3 separate regions of the Mus musculus genome follow, and all the other regions are linked to region 1. A link is a contact called in public HiChIP or PLAC-seq data. All regions are on one chromosome and are shown on one strand. The core of a region is the stretch at or near the end of the contact, and the rest is flanking DNA. Distances in the headings are between cores, read along the strand shown.

The links. HiChIP or PLAC-seq counts read pairs in DNA pulled down with a chosen protein or histone mark.
Region 2: a contact with region 1 is called in an H3K27ac HiChIP or PLAC-seq map of neural progenitor cells, with 8 times the contacts expected there. The contact joins the enhancer-like site here to the promoter of Rmst in region 1. A contact is called at or near these places in 6 of 115 datasets of contacts at active chromatin or transcription factors (astrocytes, embryonic fibroblasts, embryonic forebrain and 3 more).
Region 3: a contact with region 1 is called in an H3K4me3 HiChIP or PLAC-seq map of embryonic forebrain, with 4 times the contacts expected there. The contact joins the enhancer-like site here to the promoter of Rmst in region 1. A contact is called at or near these places in 4 of 484 Hi-C or Micro-C datasets (cerebral cortex, cortical neurons, embryonic fibroblasts and 1 more), 2 of 115 datasets of contacts at active chromatin or transcription factors (embryonic forebrain and neural progenitor cells) and 1 of 9 other capture datasets (embryonic stem cells).

What each region holds. Positions count from the first base shown.
Region 1 is chr10:92,163,330-92,166,920 of GRCm38.p6, forward strand. It overlaps Rmst (rhabdomyosarcoma 2 associated transcript (non-coding RNA)), which reads right to left and starts at 1,849. Exons shown (of 13, transcript NR_028262.1): 1 at 1,769-1,849; 2 at 1,298-1,443.
Region 2 is chr10:91,718,556-91,722,146 of GRCm38.p6, forward strand. No RefSeq gene overlaps it. Among named protein-coding and RNA genes, the nearest start is that of Gm31592, 170 kb to the right of the region's middle. Within about 2 kb of position 1,591, at least 36 of the 459 cell types and tissues checked have an H3K27ac peak or open chromatin away from gene starts, as enhancers often do. A contact at or near this core is called in neural progenitor cells, where this site is marked.
Region 3 is chr10:91,879,914-91,883,504 of GRCm38.p6, forward strand. No RefSeq gene overlaps it. Among named protein-coding and RNA genes, the nearest start is that of Gm31592, 7.1 kb to the right of the region's middle. Within about 2 kb of position 1,833, at least 13 of the 459 cell types and tissues checked have an H3K27ac peak or open chromatin away from gene starts, as enhancers often do. A contact at or near this core is called in embryonic forebrain, where this site is marked.

The DNA.
Region 1 (3,591 bases), core at 599-3,098:
TGAACAACTTTCAAAGTAAATTGAATCTCCATCGCCGGGCTTTCCCTGGCCGAACAGTATTTACATAACAATGTGTCAGAGGAAGACCTGAATGGATCTTGTAAATGGGGAGCTAGGGATAAAAACATCTTTAGCCCAGATTACTCTATGTTCAGACTACTTGGCAGTGCCTCTCTTGTAAACAGTGTCTTAGACCACGGACATCAACAATGTTTTTAAATTGTGGGAAATCAAAGTTTTAAATGCCTGGACTCGCCCAGTGAGCTACCTTTGTGGGGCAAGAGTAAAGATTTAAATAATAATAATAATAATAATAATAAATAAATAAATAAATAAATAAATAACAAATCACTTACTGTCCTTAATCCAAGGTCTAGACTCCTTTTGTGGCAAAGAAATTTTCACCTGTACAGATCCTTGCCTCTTTGTTCAGACCAGCAATCTTTGATCCTAAATAGCCGTTTCTACATAGAATTTTCACACAGTACTTAAAATAAAAATACATTTGCAGATTTTTTTCCTCTTCTTAGCACGCGCCTCATTCATCATTTGCTATTTCCTCGAAAGTCTAAGATACCCTCCATTGTCATGACAATAATGTCTGTGAAGTTTTAGGAATGTCTCCGCTCACCGTGTTCATCTTCAGCACTCTAACTGGGACTGCATGGCTCCTGGTCACTAAACATTAAATTAAGGGCTAGTCTCCAAATCACAGCAACTCCCAGAAACTATTGAACCCTACATATGCTTTCAGATGGCGTGTATTCAAAGTAAGACAGCCAAATCTATAGCAAAAATATACTGGCCTAATCTTATCTCTTTGTGGAGGCTCACTGTAGATATTACTATTTGAACTCCACAGGGAATCTCATTAATTTTTAAAACTCTCTGACCTCAGTACTGTTGAGTGTAAAAATAATTACAAATTAAGAATGAAAGAACGCCACTTGAATTCTGCACAGCCATATGCTCTGCCTTGCACAAAAAAAAAACGATACTATCGTCAAACAGAAATTCTATTTTTTTTCTACAGATACAGATTTAAACAGCATGATAAATGTCACCACACAGACATAAAAAGCAGCTCACCCTTCCTCCAGTCCCCGCACACACCTCACCTCTGAAGAGTCTAGTAACACAAAGCAGGCATTTACACTGACAGGTTCTGCAAGCCAGGGACACCAGGGAGGGTACCCTCTCAAAGATATTTACCTATAGTGACTTCCTTTTTCTTAATCACAAATGTCTCTCTCAGGCACAAAGATTCCGAACGAATTGTATATAAATATTCCCTTACCTAAAACTTGTCAGAAGAATGCTCTTGTCCTCCAGGGTCAGTCATCTCTGCCGGTTCCCCCTCTTGCCGTCCTGGGAATTGGCTCCGATATGTTGATTATTCAGTGCCTCAGTTACATCTGTGACACTCATCTGCCTGCATTGAACCTATGAGGAGAAATGAGAGAGGGAGGGCAACAGAAGGAGAATGTGAAAGGGGAGAGAGAGAGAGAGAGAGAGAGAGAGAGAGAGAGAGAGAGAGAGAGAGAGAGAGAGAGAGAAGCACACTACAGAGAGACTAAGAGAAAGAAAGAAAGCCAACACAACTACTGACTGGAGTCTAAGAACCTAAAACCTCTAGCCAAGTGAAGCCTGAACAAAAATGATCAAAGCTTTGTCCTTCATCAACAGAGTAGACAGCCTTCCCCCCCCACCTCACTCTCTTTCTCTCTGTCCCCTCTGAAAACTAGAACTGTTACGGGGGGATTCTCACCAGGAAGGCGCAGACAGAGGCAGACCTTCTCCTGAGTGTTAGTGCTGCCTGCCCAGAAGCCCGTGCAGAATATAGGTACCTATTGTTCCAGAGACAGATATGTAGCCAGCCAGTCAGCCTCTGACAGATCTCAGCAAACCAGCGAGCCTGCCTTCACTTTAACTCCTTCTTTCCTAGCGCCTTTTTACAGAGAAGCAGAGGTCTTCTCATCACCCAGGAGAAATAAATGGGGCTGAGACAGATGATCTCATGACAGAAGCTAAGCCTGCATTTTTTTTCCTACAAAGAGGGACTTTAGCTACTAGTCCTGAAATGTGACATTTGAAGGTAAATGACTTCTTTCTCTGGGAAGAAATGAAGGCTTAGAAAGGGTTAGAAGAGGAAGACTTAGCGCAGGGCTGCCAATTTAATAAGGGAAGAAGAAGATGAAAATCAAGGTTATTTCAAATGCCCTGACTGTAAATAAAGATGTTTCAGTACAGATGGGGTCTGTTAACCAGAAGGGTCCCAATCTTGTGCATAGGGGTAAAACCCATTTAAAATACCCTCTATAAAATGCCACCCCAGTAAACCTGCTTCCCTAAGGGCTGAACTCTCTTTGATCTCCCTGTCCCTTTTTTCATAAACTCTATTGCTTTCTCAAGAGTCCCCCAAATGTCTCTCATCTCTAGTTCCCCACCAGTGGCTAAATCTTGCAAAATTACAAAAACTTGGAGGAGGGAGAAAATGCTCATTCTCCCTTCTCCTTGGTGGATCTGAAGATTCAGATAGCAGACTTGATCCTTTAAATCCCTGGACCTCAACAGACCACACCATGCTTCTAGTTTTCAACTCTGGGTGTCAGCTGAATGGCCTGCTTTTCCTTTATAGTGTAGAAAAGGAGGCTTTGCGATTGGTTATATGACACTAGTGGAAAACGGGGAATAGAATAAAATAAAGGTAGCTTGTCCCTAAGTTAAGGCAAGAGGTGAACCAGAAAAGGCTCACTACTTGTACTTTACTTTCACTGAACACTCTTAATTGTTGCCAAGATTCCCCCAAGGAGAACTGTGCATATTCCGAAATGGTAGGTGTGCTGCACAGAGCATAGATGGTTATGAAATTCCTTTGTAAAAGCCACACTCAGGCATCACTTCACAAAGCCAGAGGGTAAATACTCAAAGCAGTAGAAGGAGGTTTAGTCATGCATGGCTGTTAATGGTAATGAGACATGTAGAACACAGCTATGCACTGCCGAACAGTTTCTCCTAAGTAGCTAGGGTTTGCTTTATTTATTTTTTATAAGCAAACTAGTAAGTAGATGACATGACATCAGGGTGTTTCAGAAAACTCTGCATGGGAGTGGGAAGGGCATGCAAAAGTACAATGTCTCTTGTCCTAAATTCCAGCATTTTGAAACCATTTCAACTAATGCTGATTTGACTCAAACTCTAACCAATTAATACAGGCTTTAGAAACCCAGAAGTTTAAATTGCTTAACTTGGTGACATCTGAAAAGCCTGTCGTGCGCTCTCTGCTTGGTGGGTGGGGGGTAGGGGAGAAGGTGCTTCTAGTTGACTCAAGATGTCAACTGACTCCACCTGAACAAAGAGGAAAAATGAAGTTGTAAACATTTTCTCACTAGAGGCACCCAATCTTCATGTATAAGCGGGAAGAAAGCAAGAGGATCTTGTAGCTCATTTCTTCCCTGTTCATAATCGGATTCCACACACCTCATTTTAAAGGATGTGCTCTCTGTCAATGGACAGCTTTGTGTTATGACGATCTTAATAATAAAATAGCAGAAGCATATCCTGTGAAACCAAAAATCTTCTACAGAAAAG
Region 2 (3,591 bases), core at 341-2,840, 450 kb before region 1:
GTTGTTTTTTTTTGGGGGGGGTCCTTGATATTTCCTCCTTCCACACTTAAATGTCTATTGTTATTGTCAAGGTTAGGTTATTGTTAGGAAGCCATATTATTGTGATATTGTGGGTGTACCTCCCCTTGACTTTAAGAAGGCACAGCCTCATAGCAGACTCCCTGGTCCTCTGGTTTTTACAGTTTTTCTGTCCTCAGCTCTTCTGTGATTTTTTTCCTAAGCCTTAGGTACAGGAGTTGTATGTAGATAAACTCACTGGGACTCAGGCTCCCCAGATTAATTGTTCTCTGTCTTTTGACAAATCATGGTTTTCTTTGATTGTTTCTGTCTGATCTGAAGATTTGGAACCACAGATAAGAGAGGATACTCAGTGTTTGCCTCTCTGGGTCTACCTCACTCAATATATTTTCTAGCTCCATGCGCTTACCTGCAAACTTCACAACTTTATACTTCTTTGTAGCTGACTTGTGTCCGGTGGTGCATATTTACCTCATTTTTATTATTCATTTGTCAGTTGAAGGACATTGAGGTTGTTACCATCCCCTAGTCCTTGTAAACAGAGTGGCAGTAAACACGGCCTTACAACTATCTGTAGAATAGAATGTTGAATCCAATGGCCATCAGTGAATGAGACTCATAGAAAAGATAGGTCATGGGGTAGATTATGTCTAGTAAGCCTAATAAATAAAGTTAGCTGCTCTTAGGTGTTTTTATAGCAAAAATTCAATTAACACACCACTCTATGTTTTAGTTTATTCACCTGTACTGGGATCTGAATAGCAACCGTTTCCCTGGAACTACTGTAAAATATGATCAAAAGATCACATGCAAAGTGCCCAGTACAAGTGCCAAATGCTCTACAAGGAAATGATATACTCTTCTTTGGCAATATTAATATTTAGGTTATCTTCCTTGGTAAAAAAAAAATCAAAACAAAACAAAACTATACCCACTCAGATGTCTAGAATGCTGGCAAAATTCTTATATGGAATGTATACGCTTATCCATGAAGCCGATTCAAGCTCCCTTTGGAGTCAACCTCCTTGTCTGTCTGGTGTTCTCAGCTCACACTTGATCCAGTGCCTCATTTACAGGAGGGACGACATAAAGGTTAATGGCAGCCTACAAAGCCAGTGCAGTGGAAAGTAGGCTCGGTCATTATGCTTCCCTAGCGCTCCGGTCTGGGTGACTTCAGCTTCATTTTCTTTGGGAGCCACTCATCATTGTGTGTAAAAGGACTCACAAAGCTGCCTTCCATGTGGGGCTAACTCTGTTCACGTAAATTTGGCCTGGTTTGGAAAGCTGTCTTGGCTCCTTCCCACCAAATCCAAACAGGGATTGGAGATTTTATTAAATGACTTGGGCCCAGCCTGCTCTGTGCTCTGAACCATTGATGGGAGCCAAAAATGTCCCCCGGTGTCCATAGAAACATTGTTTTTACTTTTCAAAATTAATCTAGCTGAATTTGCAAGGCTGCATCACCTCCATCAGAGATTCAGACAGCCAGGACAAAGAGCTGTTTTGATGTTCCCAGCTGGGAACCCTGCCCTCAGCAAATACAGTTGATATAAATAAATGGTCTCTTGCCTGCCTACATTCATGCCCATCTGCTTGGAGGGCATGGTGCCCAATCAAAAGTTGCCTAGACACTCTCCATGGGCACCAGTGCCAAGGAACAACGATTTCATGGCAGTCTGCCTGCGGCTGTGAATGCCATCTTTTCAGTGGTGGGTTCTCATCCTGGACCAGAACAGGGGTGTTGGCACTGCATGCTTCCTTAGTGTTGATCACACCTGTTGACAAGGCTGTGCCAAACTATAAGAAGAAGGAGAGAAAGAAAAGTGTGCGCCATGTAGGAGCATCCCTGAGCTCTCAAGGCCTAATGAGCTCACCGAGACAAATTCTAATTAAGCAGGGAAAAATCTTTGCCTGTGAATGCTCTTATGGGGCACAAGACTGGGACTCACTGGCCTTTATCGCATGGGTGGAATGCAATCTGTTCCCAGCTGGCAACACTACCCCTAATACAGGAAATATAACATAGAACGCTGGTCTTTGATGATATCAGGAACCAGGGGAACTGATCCCCTGGTTCCCAATTTTCACCCGCCTACTGGCAACAATGAAGTCTGATGTGTACACGTCACAAGATATAAAATCCAGGAGCTAAGTGTACTTTGTGTTGCTTGAACTTGAAAAAGGAAATAAAGCCAGTCAGGAGAAAGCAATGATGCGGGGACATTTTTATGATTATCAAAGTCAGTAAGTTCCCTCAGAGATTTTTAAGCAAAACCAGGGTTAAATTCATAGACTCAGATCACTAGGGGACCCAGAGAGCATCCTCATAGCAAAAGATGGTAAATTACTAATCCCTGGGCACTGTGGACCCCTAATGTGCTAAAAGCTGTGGTCTAAGCGATGAAATGAATTCCATGGTGACAGGTAGCGAGCAATCTGTATTGTTAAGAAAATTCTCAGGCATGCTACCTTACCCTGTGGGGGAAAAATCGGTGGAGTATGTCTGGCAGGAAGTACCAAGGAAGCATGCCTTATTTATATGAAAACAGCCACGTTGTTGATGCAACATTCAGTCCAATCGCTTAGCTCTGACTCTCCTGTCAACCAAAATTGGGGCTAAGTCGTTGTAGAGGCACGGGAATGTCTTTCCAAGGGGTCCAAGTGCTAATCACTGGTACTTGCAAATCTATGTAAGATTCCTGACAGAGGAGAAGAGACCCCACAGCTTGAAGGTGTCAAGGTTTTTGAGAGAGAGAGATTATGCTGGAATATCTTCAGACATCACTGCCATCACAAGGACCCTTCTCAGAGAACACGGCAACATGAAAAAGGCAGCAGAGCCGGTGATGTCATCTGGAGATGGATGGGTGCAAAGCCACTGGGAGCTGAAAAGGCAAAGAAATGGCTTCCCTCCTCTGAGCCTACAGAAGGAAACAAGTCCTTGTGATGCCTTGACTTTAGGCAAGAGTCTGATTTAGGAGTTCCTATAATCTACTTTAGAGTGTGCAAGAACAGCTCTTTTTCTGGAGTGGTGTGTGTGTGTGTGTGTGTGTGTGTGTGTGTGGTGTACACATGTGCACATTCCTGTGGAGGTCAGAGGTCAAGCTTAGCTGTAGTTCCCCAGGAGTCACCCACCTTTATTTTTGAGGTTGGATCTCTCATTGAAACTGCAGCTCCATCAAGGCTAGACTGGCTGGTCAGCAAGCCCATGGATCTGTGGGTCTTTCCACCTCACTAGCTACAATATTACAAGTATAAATCAACACCTTGGCTTTTTAAACATGGGTTCTAGAGATCCATCTTGGTTGTGGTGTGTGTGTGTGTGTGTGTGTGTGTGTGTGTGTGTGTGTTGTATCAGAGGTATTTATGAATGAGCTACCTCTCTAGCCTATTTCTTGTTTTTAAAGTTTCCAATGGAGCTGGAAAGATGGCTCAGCGGTTAAGAGCAGTGACTGTTCAATTCCCAGCCACCACATGGTGGCTCACAACTATCTGTTAATGGGATCTGATGCCCTCTTCTGTTGTGTTTGAAGAGAGACAGTGTCCTTACATACATAAAATAAATAGATCCTA
Region 3 (3,591 bases), core at 583-3,082, 280 kb before region 1:
AATTTCATAAATTCATTGGAAGGCCAATGCATGGATGCTTCATTCCTCTTTAGAATAGGGAACAAAATACCCATGGAAGGAGTTACAGAGACAAAGTTTGGAGCTGCGATGAAAGGATGGACCATCCAGAGACTGCTCCACCCAAGGATCCATCTGATAATCACCCACCAAACACAGACACTATTGCATATGCCGGCAAGAAATTGCTGAAAGGACCCTGATATAGCTGTCTCTTGTGAGGCTATGCCAGTGCCTGGCAAATACAGAAGTGGACGCTCACAGTCATCTATTGGATGGAACACAGGGCCCCCAATGGAAGAGCTAGAGAAAGTACCCAAGGAGCTGAAGGGGTCTATAACCTTATAAGTGGAACAACAATATGAACTAACCAGGACTCCCTCCCCCCAGAGCCGTGTCTCTAGCTACATATGTAGCAGAAGATGGCCTAGTCAGCCATCATTGGAAAGAGAGGCCCCTTGGTCTTGCAAACTTTATATGCAGGGAAACACCAGGGCCAAGAAGTGGGAGTGGGTGTGTAGGGGAGCAGGGCAGGGGGAGGGTATAGGGGACTTTCAGGATAGCATTTGAAATGTAAATGAAGAAAATATCTAATAAAAAAATGAAAAAAAAAGAATATAGATGGTCAAGATGGACACCGAAGGTATATTCTGACCTTCATGTGCAGCAAAAAGACGAGGAAGAATAAGGAGAAAAAGAAGGAGGAAGAGAAAGAGGAGGAGGAGGAAAAGGAAGAGGAAGAGGAGGAGAAGGAGACAATGATAGGATAGACAACATCAAAGAAAGAAAGAAAGAAAGAAAGAAAGAAAGAAAGAAAGAAAGAAAGAAAGAAAGAAAGAAAGAAAGAAAGAAAGAGGGAGACGGGAGGAAGAAAAAAACAATTTGGCCATTGTTTCCAATGGCTGGGGGTTCATCTCAAGTCTGAGAGAATGGTTTTTTACATGACATCATTCATGACAGATGGGCGGAGTCCGAGAGAGGACAAGAAGCAAAGAACAAGTGAAGAGCCATCATAGTTTTCATCACAAATACACTCTGGAGTTTATAGTCCCAACATGTGAGAACATGGTGCAATCATGAGGACAGAGGAGCCCTGGCCATCTGATCAGCTTCTTTGAGCCTCACCTCTCAACACCATCATACTGGGAACTGAGTTTCTAACACATAAGTTTCTTGAAAACATTTAAGTCAGAGCAACCGCCGAGGTCCTAGCCGACTCACTGCATGCTTTGTGTTCCTGAAAAGGTGGATAACGCAAATCCATCTGTGACCTACCCTGTATGAAGCAGCATCAAGTAGGAGCTCAGCGAATGTTCATTAAATCTGTAGATTGCTTCAGATTCATCTAGAAGCTTCTAAAACTGTAGTTATCTCTAATAACACGGATCTGAAACAAATGTGTAGGGAAACCCCCATAATAGGTCTAAATGACAAAAAGGGGTGCTTTTCTGGCTATGATCTCTGCCTAAGTACTCAGAGATAACTGAAAATTAAAGGCCATTGCTGCTTGTTTTGTTGAATAATACATCTGCATACCAGAAAACTGCATGTCTATTTTATTTACCAGCACAAATGCCCATTTGCTCACAGACATAGCTGTTTGCAAGCAAATTTTGTTCCCATGCAAAACAAATGTAAATTTGGCATTAAACAAGTGCCAATTATTTCCTGAATGTGGAAAGGAAAGGAAGGGCGATTTAACAGATAGAGGCTCTGGATGAGGAAGCAGAGGAGGCGGCCTAGCTCAGCTGCACAGGGCGTTTTCATCACAAGGAGTGAATGTTTAATCCGCTTAATTGGGTGGGCATTCACTGTCAGTGAGCAGAGGCCCAGTGTTCCGTGTCATTTTCTTTCCCTGGGAGATGGCTGCTGTGACCTTCGACAGTCTCTTCCACGGACTGCTGGAAAACAGGAAGCTAATTTGGGTTTGTTCTCATGTTTCTTTCATGCGGTGGAGAGAATTCGTTTGATAAGCCCTGTGTCAGTTTTTATTGTGGAGCCTGATTACTGTGATTAATTTTAATACTACTAGTTACCATTTATTAGGGGCCTCTGAGATGCCAGGCAGAAAGGCTGCTTCAGGCTTTGTGTCTCTAACTGAAGTGTTAACTCTCATGATAGCCTTGGAAGTGACAAGCTGTGGGCCTTTTGTGCAGCATGGTAGTCAGAGGAGTGGCATCAAGTCAGATATAGGCCACTGTGGCTTATACCTGCACTGGACTTCCCCAGGCCTCTGGCTTGTCACTCACCTTACATAGATACTTTCCCTTCTTTCTGTTCTACTATCTATCTATCTATCTATCTATCTATCTATCTATCTATCTATCATCTATTTATCATCTATCTATCAATCACTTGTCTGTCTATGTATGTATCATATATGTATGCATCTATTTATCTTCTATCATCTCTCTCTCTCTCTCTCTCTCTCTCTCTCTCTCTCTCTCATCTATCATCTATCTTCTCCATCCTCTGGGCACTTATATATAATACATATATGTATATACCATATATGTATTATATATGATATAATACATGCAACATACTATACATTGAATTATTTTTCTTTTTCCTTTTCTAGAAATAGATATGCATTCAATGATACATTAAGTGCTAACTTGTGCTAGATAACCCAACAGCTGTCAACAAGGAAGTTAAGTCCTGGTCTCCTCGAATTCCATGCATCACCTATCGTATACCCAGTGCCATTCTGGAATCTGAAGCAGGGAACAGAATCAGGCTTACCATCTGCACGTGGGTGTTCACGAACAACTAGAAATCTGTAATTAATCTCCATGGAAATAACAGTAGTATTCACTGAGAGTTTATTATGTGTGGGACTTTCTTAAGCTCTTTACAGATATTAACAGAACCAATTTCATTGTTTTTTTTTTTTTCCTTCAGTTTGGTAAAGGAAAGGAAAAAAAGTGAGAGAGAAGTAAATGCTTAGAGTGAATGGGAGTTTCAGTGTAAACGCAGAAAACAAGCCCCAAGTTAATGCTCTCTCAAAAATACTGTGTGTAGAAAAACCTTTCACAGACAAAGATGACCTCTGAAGATTTATATTTAGGAGCAGAGAGTTGAATATCACCAAAATGTCTAACCGCGGTGGGAGAATCCTAAGTAAATGCTAGTGTATTAAAATGTTGCGGGGTAAAACAGCCCCACCTGTAAGAGCAAAACGTTTTCCACGCTCCTTACCGTCAGCACCTATATGCATCTGGCTGTATGTTCTCAGAACAGATGTTTAGAATGTCTTTCTGCCTTTCTTCTGAAAAAAATATTTTTGGGAACTTCATGCATGAATATAATGTAATTTTTCAAAAATTGGTTTGTTTTCATTTTGTGTTATGTTTGCTTGCGTGTATGTGCACGTACCCTGTGCATGCAGTACCTATAGAAGACAGAAGAGGGCGCTGGATCCACTGGAACTGGAGTTGTTGACGTGTGAGCAACCTTGCTGGGGCTGGAAACTGAGCTGGCTCCTCTGGCACAGAAACCAGTTAACTCTGGTGGTTTGGTCAACCACTCCCCAGCTCCACTTCTGCTTTTAATTTTATTTCTTCTGTAGGC